2 separate regions of the Mus musculus genome follow, and region 2 is linked to region 1. Evidence: chromatin contacts called from public HiChIP or PLAC-seq data. All regions are on one chromosome and are shown on one strand. Each heading gives the region's core, a stretch centred on a gene start, on an enhancer-like site or on the middle of the called end of the contact. The rest is flanking DNA. Distances are from core to core; before and after follow the strand shown.

Evidence for each region. HiChIP or PLAC-seq counts read pairs in DNA pulled down with a chosen protein or histone mark.
Region 2: a BATF HiChIP or PLAC-seq map of CD8 T cells shows a contact between it and region 1, with 19 read pairs. The contact joins two enhancer-like sites. A contact is called at or near these places in 1 of 15 datasets of contacts at CTCF or cohesin (CD8 T cells), 7 of 484 Hi-C or Micro-C datasets (CD4 T cells, CD8 T cells, LSK cells and 2 more) and 2 of 115 datasets of contacts at active chromatin or transcription factors (CD8 T cells and embryonic stem cells).

Annotation. Positions count from the first base shown.
Region 1 is chr3:21,916,239-21,920,300 of GRCm38.p6, forward strand. The region is part of intron 3 of Gm31813 (a long non-coding RNA gene); the gene reads right to left. Among named protein-coding and RNA genes, the nearest start is that of Gm31813, 46 kb to the right of the region's middle. Within about 2 kb of position 1,428, at least 34 of the 459 cell types and tissues checked have an H3K27ac peak or open chromatin away from gene starts, as enhancers often do. A contact at or near this core is called in CD8 T cells, where this site is marked.
Region 2 is chr3:21,986,818-21,990,665 of GRCm38.p6, forward strand. No RefSeq gene overlaps it. Among named protein-coding and RNA genes, the nearest start is that of Gm31813, 24 kb to the left of the region's middle. Within about 2 kb of position 1,479, at least 152 of the 459 cell types and tissues checked have an H3K27ac peak or open chromatin away from gene starts, as enhancers often do. A contact at or near this core is called in CD8 T cells, where this site is marked.

The DNA.
Region 1 (4,062 bases), core at 178-2,677:
GCAGACACCAGAAGGAGAATTTGCAAGCCATCTTTGGTGATAAGAAAGAAGTTAAAATCAGAAACAAAGTCATAATCATATTTCTAATTTCAACACTCAGGATGGTGAGGCAGGAACACTATAAATTTCTTGTCAGCCTGGCTATACTAGACTCTGCTTCAAAATATATAAATTAATAAAAAATAAATTCTAGCAAAATCAAATATTCTCTGATGAAATCATGGCCATCAGAGGAATTCAGAAATAGTGCAAAAGTAGGAAAATGTATCATAAATAACTACAGTAGCAGATGTAAAAGGAAAATCCTATGACCAGTTTGATAAATATATCTTCTCCCTCAAAGTTATCATAAATGCCCTTGGATTTAGCTACCTTGCATGCCAACAGCTCCAAAGCTGTGTGTCTTGCCTCAAGTTAATGGCAAATTCTTTCTATCACCTGTTGAAACTTCATCTTCTCTTGGCAGCCCTGCATTTAACCAAAGGCCCCAGGCCTTGAGTCCTCATGCCTGTATCTTGGTTTCTTGTCCCCCAGCAGTCAGCTGTGTAAGAGTTAGGGCCCTGACTATCCTCTGGTTTGCATATGAGCATTGAAGCAGTTTCTCAAATCTGCCTTAACTAGCAACATACTTGCTTTAACATGAGTGACAGTATCCTGCAGGGAAAAAAATCAAGAGTCTATCTAAATCAACACAGCAGAGGGACAGAGCAAGAACCCAGCACCATGTTAATACTGTTGATTTTTAAGAGATATACGGGTAGTCCCTGCTCTGGGAAGGCAGAGTCAGGCAAGTCCTTGGAAGACACTGTTCTGCCAGTATATCCTACTTTGAGAATTCCATACCTGTTAGAGACCCTCTAAAAAGAAAGAAAGAAAGAAAGAAAGAGAGAGAGAGAGAGAGAGAGAGAGAGAGAGAGAGAGAGAGAGAGAGAGAGACGGAGAGATGGGTTAGTCAGCCAAGTGTGTGCCCTGCAAGCACAAGGACCGGAGTTTGAATCCACAGAACCTACGGAAATAACAGGGCCTGGTGGCATGTACTCGTAGTCCCAGTGCTGGGAAGGTAAAGACAGGGCCCTGATGAACAGTTTATCTAGCCAATCGGTGAGTTCCAGGCCCAGTGAGAGAAGACATCAAAAACCATGTGGCAAACGATTGAGGAAGCTATCGTCATCAGCATCTGGCCTCCACATGTGCACACACACGTTTCCACACAGATGTGAATTCCTGAACACACACACACACAGAAGGTGGATGTTACCACACCCCATATTGTCCTTTGGTCTCTACACACAGGCACACGCGTTCACACCTGCACACACCAGGTCAGCCTGAAACATGCTTTGAAGTAAACCAGAGCTCCCAGCTGCAAAGACTGAGTGTCTGTGACAAGGACAGAGTCCACTCAGTCTAAATGCTGTCTTAGCAACATTACTCTAATTTCCCCTCCTATTGTACTTGTACCTAAGGGGTCATAAGGGACGCCCCACCACAAGAGTGAGGAGAGAGATCTTCCCACACTCTGAAACCTGCACAGTGAGAAGGGACTTTCCTCTTCTGTGACAGATGGGAATCCCCTGCCACCATGGCATCTAGAAAATTAAGCATATCCTTCCATGGAGAGGAAACTGATCTTGCCTCCCACCTCTTCTAAACTCTCAGAGTAGCTATTGATTTGTGGGAGGGAGATGTCCAGGAACAGATTGTGTAAGTATTGGTCAGAGGTAATCCTTTGTGCTGTTCCTCAGGAGCCATAAATCGTGTGTGGTTTTTATGTATGATTATTATATTGCATGTGTAAGGGAGGGCACATGTGTACTGTGGAAAATTGGAAGACGAGACAGAACAGGCACTCTCTTCCCATCTTTACACAGGTTCCAAGGTTCTAAGTCAGGTGACCAGGCTTGCACCAAGAGTTTGTAACACCCATGAGTCCCACCACTGCCCCATCTGGATTTTTTTGAGACAGTGTCTCTGGTTGGCACCCGGGGCTTGACAATTCAGCTAGGCTGGCTGGGCATCAGGCTCTAGGGATCCTGTCTCCATTTCTGGAATATTGGAATCACAAGGATCCCTCCATGTAGGGCTTTTTTAGGTGGGTGCTGAGAGATGAGCTCAGGTCCACGTTGATCGTGACCACACCCACATGAGTGCCTGAACCACTTTTCCAATTCACAACTTACCTTTGAGCTCATGTCATAACAATATAGAATAGCACTGTGAACTTTTCCCTTCTACCGCTACCAAGATCAAAGAACCTAGGACCCACCTTCTTCAATAATCTGCTACCATCAAACCCCGGGTCAGCAGGGAAATGCCCTGGAGAACATACCGAACCTGGGTTCTGTTCCCTGGCTTTCTTGGGTTTCTGGGATCGGGTTTCATCAGGCAAAAGGTGAAGGTGCGGAGGAGGTAGAACTCTTTTGGGCGACCGCCAGGGAAAGCTGCCTACTCAAAACTCAACAGAGGCCAAAGTGCACATAGGGCGTTGCTTGAAGATCCCCAGAAAGGTTCTGCTTGTCCCAGCATGGAGGAACTGGCTCTGCAGCCACTGCGATCTGATGGCTCCTGACTCATCGCTAAGCCCATTTATTTCACCGTTTATATTCATTAGATTAAAATGATTTAATTAGCCAGTGAAGTGTGGGCTTGTTTGGGGTGCAGCATCACCCCTTCATGTTTACTATGTCCATGCATTTAAAGTTTACGTTGAGAGAAGGATATTTTATTTCCATTGCATCCTTCTAGAACCAATTAAATACTGTTTTCTCTTGCTGTCCACCTTGTGATCTCACTGCATAGGGGCTGCATAATGGGAAAGAATCCACTTCAGGAAATCTATATGTTGTGGAAAGCTGCGGTGAGTGTAACAGTTTTTGCAGCATAGAGTTTCACTTTCAGCGTTAGAATAAAAAAACAAAAACAAAAAACAAAAAACAGGCTTGGTGATGTGCACACAAAGTCATTGCATACTCGAGGCAGGATCTGCCACTTAACAGTTTGTGCCCTTGCAGACACATAGTCCAGCTGTTTTCTCGTCCATGTTCATCTAGAATAGGCAAGAAGGTGAACAGAAAACACTGGAGGCTGGTAGAGCCCTGGCTGGCTCCAGCAAGGTACTGAGTTATTGTCCAAGCACTTAAAAACAAACAAAAAACAGCTTAAGAAGAAGAAAAGCAAAAGTTATTCCAGTGTCCTGCAAACAAAGGGAACATTAAAAAAAAAAATACTAAGTAAATAAGCTTAGGGGCAGTTGGGCTGGGGGCATCACTCAGTTGGTAGAGTGTGCCCCGAACTTTTACAAAGCCCTGGGTTTTATCCTAGCACTTCATAAACCAGATGTGGTAACTCACTCCTATGATCCCAGCACTTGAGAGATGAAGCCAATAGAATCAGATCAGAAGTTTAAGGTCATCTTCCACTATTTATCAAGGGCCCGGCTAGTCTAGATTACCTAAAACCTAAGACCCCCATCTCAAAAAAATAAAGTTTATTGATTTGATCTTTTAAGATTTATGACCCAAGTTTTGCAAATGTCCTCAACATTAATAGCTAATACTTCTCAGCAAAAGTGAGTCCCCTTGTGCTCAGAAACCCCCTCCATGCCTTCCAGGTCAATGAAACTTTCATTCAATCCTCCCACAACCTTCTCAGGCCCAACCCTACAGCTACAGTGTCATCTTCCTGATTAAGATCGCAGAGGTCAGCATTTAGCAGATCCGAAAATCCTGTCCTCCTAAGAGATGCTTCTAAAAGTAAAGCTAGAACTAACCTCTAGAAATCCTGCCCTGTATGTAGGCAGTTCTAGTGGCAGAAGACGCTAGGAGGACTACAGGGGTGAAGTCATACGCAGTATTACATAGCCGTGTAGCTTAGAATTACAGTACTGTATGCCAAGCAAGATGTGCCCACTCACCGATGTGATGGAGGCATGACCATTGTGTGGGAAACTACGCAATCATTTCCTGGTTGGGTTTTAGCTACACTCTAAATCTAGTACTGTTAGCCAGTACTTGACTGAGGTCAGAAGCCCTAGAAGAGAACCTACCATTGTTGTCTGAGTTT
Region 2 (3,848 bases), core at 229-2,728, 71 kb after region 1:
GGCAGTTTTTTCAAAGAGGAACATTTCCTTAAACAGGACACCTTAGGCTTATCTGTTGTAGGAGAACAATTAACACAAGCTTTGTGAAGATCTGCAATTGAGAAAACACTGAGTTCCAAGCCAAGTCCAGTCACTTACACTGGCAGAGTCCATTCTCAGAGTCATCAGAGGTACGGGGTGTTCTCTAGGACTTGGTCCTGGTCCTGAGTTAGCACAGAGGCAAATAGTCCTTGCCTAAGAGTTGATGTTCCAGGAAAAAGTAGATGTGTGGTTGCCAGGATGACTATCTCCAACTCAGCTGGGTTTATTTTCGTCTGCCATTTTAAGAAGATGTTGGCTCAGGGGACAGACACATTCTGTACCAAGCCAACAGGTACCCTGCCAAAAATTCTGTGTCAAAAGCTGATGATGAGGGCTGAGGGATGTATGTCAGTTGGCAGAGTACTTGTCGAATGAGCACAAAGACCTAGGATCAATCCCCAGCACTGTGTAAAGGGATTGTGGTGGCACATATCTGCAAGGTCATCCTAAACTATATAGAAATATCAAAGGAAACCAGACAACTTGAGACCCTGATTTAAAACAAGGGAAAGGACTGAATAAAATAAATAGCCTCTGATATTTGGGCATTTAAATTTGTTGTTGTTGTATTTTTCCTGATTTCAGAACTCTTGCTGGAACAATCTCTACATTATGGTTGACTGTAGAAAGAGCTTCCAAGTTAGCGAGCTGAACCTCCTACAGATGAGGGTTAGAGGAGTAAGTATCTCCTCAGGAACTAATGCACGTGATTATGGGGCCTTACTAAATCTAAACTTCTCGGGTCAGCATCAGTCTTTAGTAAGACCTTCAGCTGACTAGACGGAACCCACCATGTCATAAAAAGTATTCTTGCTGCACAAAGAATCCATTGGTTTTCATGTTAATCTCACCCAAAGATGTTACAGAAACATCTAAAATAATGCTTGACTGAATATGCAGCCCCATAGCCCAGCCAAGTTGAGATGCAGAATGACTCACGCTGGTTTCTAAACACCTGCCAGTCTCCTACAGCCTCTGACACCATTAACCACAAAGGGGAGGGGGGGGGGAGGTTTTCTCTTTCCCTTACCCATCTCACTGTTAGTCTAGACTCACTACCAAAACCAGACATGAATATTGGGCTCTTACTGTGAAAGCAGAAGGTGCAGAGAAAGTTCCCTTCACACAGTTGATCAATAGCATTAGAAGTAACAAGAAATGAGAAAATTCACATGGTCCAAGTCGTCAGGCTCCTAACACACACAGCATGCTCTGCTCGGGGCCTTCCCTAGCCTACACACTTGCCTGGAAGGCAACAACTCCTTTTCAGTTCCTTGAGCTGTGGCTTTTCTTCCCCAAATCTTCTCTCATGTTCCTTTCCTCCAGGGAGGGTGGTTGTGACATCTGCACACAGAGACGCCGTGGGAGGCAACAGCTTCGTCCGTTGGAGTTTAAAGTCTAACGCAAACCCTGAGCCGTTATCTCACTATCCACTGTTACATAAGGAAACAGTCTTGACTGACACCCCTTTCTGTGGTCATGAGTTGTTTCCTCATTGCTCTTCCCTCAGCAGTCTCACCTTTAACCCAGGAAGTGAGGAGAACATGTTTCTGCCATGTGTATGTACCTTAGGCCTGAATAAAGCAGGGCTTTCATTATTTTAGATTGAACTAAAGAAGATTTAGCTACCTTGAAAAGCAACACTCACAAGGGGTTTCCACTAATAGCGATCCTCATCTCACTGTGAATGGGTATATAGTCATGCATGGTGTCTTGAGGACTCCTTTGATAGAATGATATAATCGACAGAACATGTAGACCCTGAGGCACTATGTGGAGCACACATCAGCAGGAGTACACACCTAGCTTGTTTCCAGTATTCAGTTTCTTACTCTCCCAGGCTGCACCTTCACTATGATGATAAGCACACTTCCCACCCACATGTGAAGGCCCTGATCCATGGCACCTGTGGAGACAGCCACAGACCATCACTCTTCTTCACAGCCCATAGCCGTGCCAGGAAGTCCGAGTTGAAATCTGTTCTCAAATGTTCTCATCCGTTCCATGGAATCATGTATTTCTGGTAAACATCTCTTCTTCTACTTAGACCAAGCCAGTGAGGGACTCAGCCAACACAGAAAGAAGAGCAGAAGGAGAATACAGACAACCCTCCCATTCTCAACGGTCAGCATTCAAGGCCCAGTGACATCTTGGCTCTTCCTGGATCTCATTTGTCAGTGCTTCCTGGAAGTCTATACAGTAAAACAAAGTGTGCATGTCTGCAGTGTCCGTCCAATAAATGCCATCTCTATATAGGTTGGTTAGTAATAGGTTTCTAACACCTGAGAAAACAGGAGGAGAGAGGGAGGCAAATCCTGGAAATTATATTATGAGGCATTCTTTGGTGCTTAGATTATGTGCAGAGAGTTAAATGAGATCATTAACATAAAATTTGTCATTTGTAAAGTGAAATTCATAGCTATGATTCTGTAGACATCTTTAACTAGGAGTAAAAATGATTCCTTAAAGACTAACAGATTTGTCATGCTTTATCATTTTCTTATTTTTATAAAAAATATTCCAAGACTGAGTCTCATATATTCCAAGTCTGGCCTCAAACTTACTGTGAGGCTCAAACTTACTGTGAGGCTGAGGATGGCATGGCCTTCTTACCTCTACCTTACAAGAGTTGGAATTACAGGCATACAACACCACTTCCTACAATGCTGGCACTGAAGCCAGGGTTGCACGCTATGCAGACAAACACTCAACCAACTAAGCTACATATCCATTCTCTTCACAATACATTATCTCTATCGCTGGTTCCCAAGGGTCTCAGATAATATAAATTAATCCTTAGATTCATGGGATCTTGAGTACAAAGCAACGTGTGCATGTGTGTTGTATACGTGTAAGAAAATGTCATGATCAAGCTTGTTAGTGCATGTTAATAAAGAAAATCAACACGTGCTACAGAAACAGACTAACAGCATTTAATGAACTGTTTATATGTCTCATGTATATTTAATGCCTGTCCTCACAGGTGTTTAGAATCAGCAAGACAAACTTCTAAAGGCAATTGTATCTACCTCATTAACTCAAATTAATTGTAGTATTATATTTCTTTGCTTTGAGGCTTGAATGAAATCAGCTCAGTCTAGCAACTGACTAAGTCACATTCCTTAGAGATTCTGATTGGCTGCTATTGATGCTGCAGGCATTTCTCAGAGGAAACTTACTTGTTGGATGGGTGTGCATGCAGGAAAAGCTAGATGGCCAAACTTAAGGAATCTTTAGCAGGAAATGTCTCCTATAGCTTGGTATGTTTATGTAATTTTGCTTGGTTTCACTGTCCAGCAATTATCATTTTATTTACTAGGGGAAAAGTCAGAGTATGGGGTTCGGGTGGTGAGGGAATAGTAACTTCAGGTCATTGGTCTAACATAGTACAGAAGGGTCCTTTTGTATACTCCCCTCAATACTAACTCTGAGGCATAAGTGCTAAAAAGAAAAAAAAAAGTTGCATGTAAAACTAGCCCATTGAAGAGGGGAGAGGGGTGGTTCAGGGTGTAAAGTTACTTATCACGAAAACCTGACAAGCTGAGCTTGAGTTCATTTGGTGCCCATGTAGAGGGGAGGAAATAAATGATTCCACAAAGTTGCCTTATGACTTGCACATACACACAAAATGAAAAAAAAACCCACATGTAATTTTTTAAAGGGCCAAGTTTACGTGGTTAACATTGAGACAAATAGATGCCGTTGTTTTTTACTAGAGGAATTCTCAGAGACTTGAACATTTCATGTTTTGTGACTCTCCACAAAGT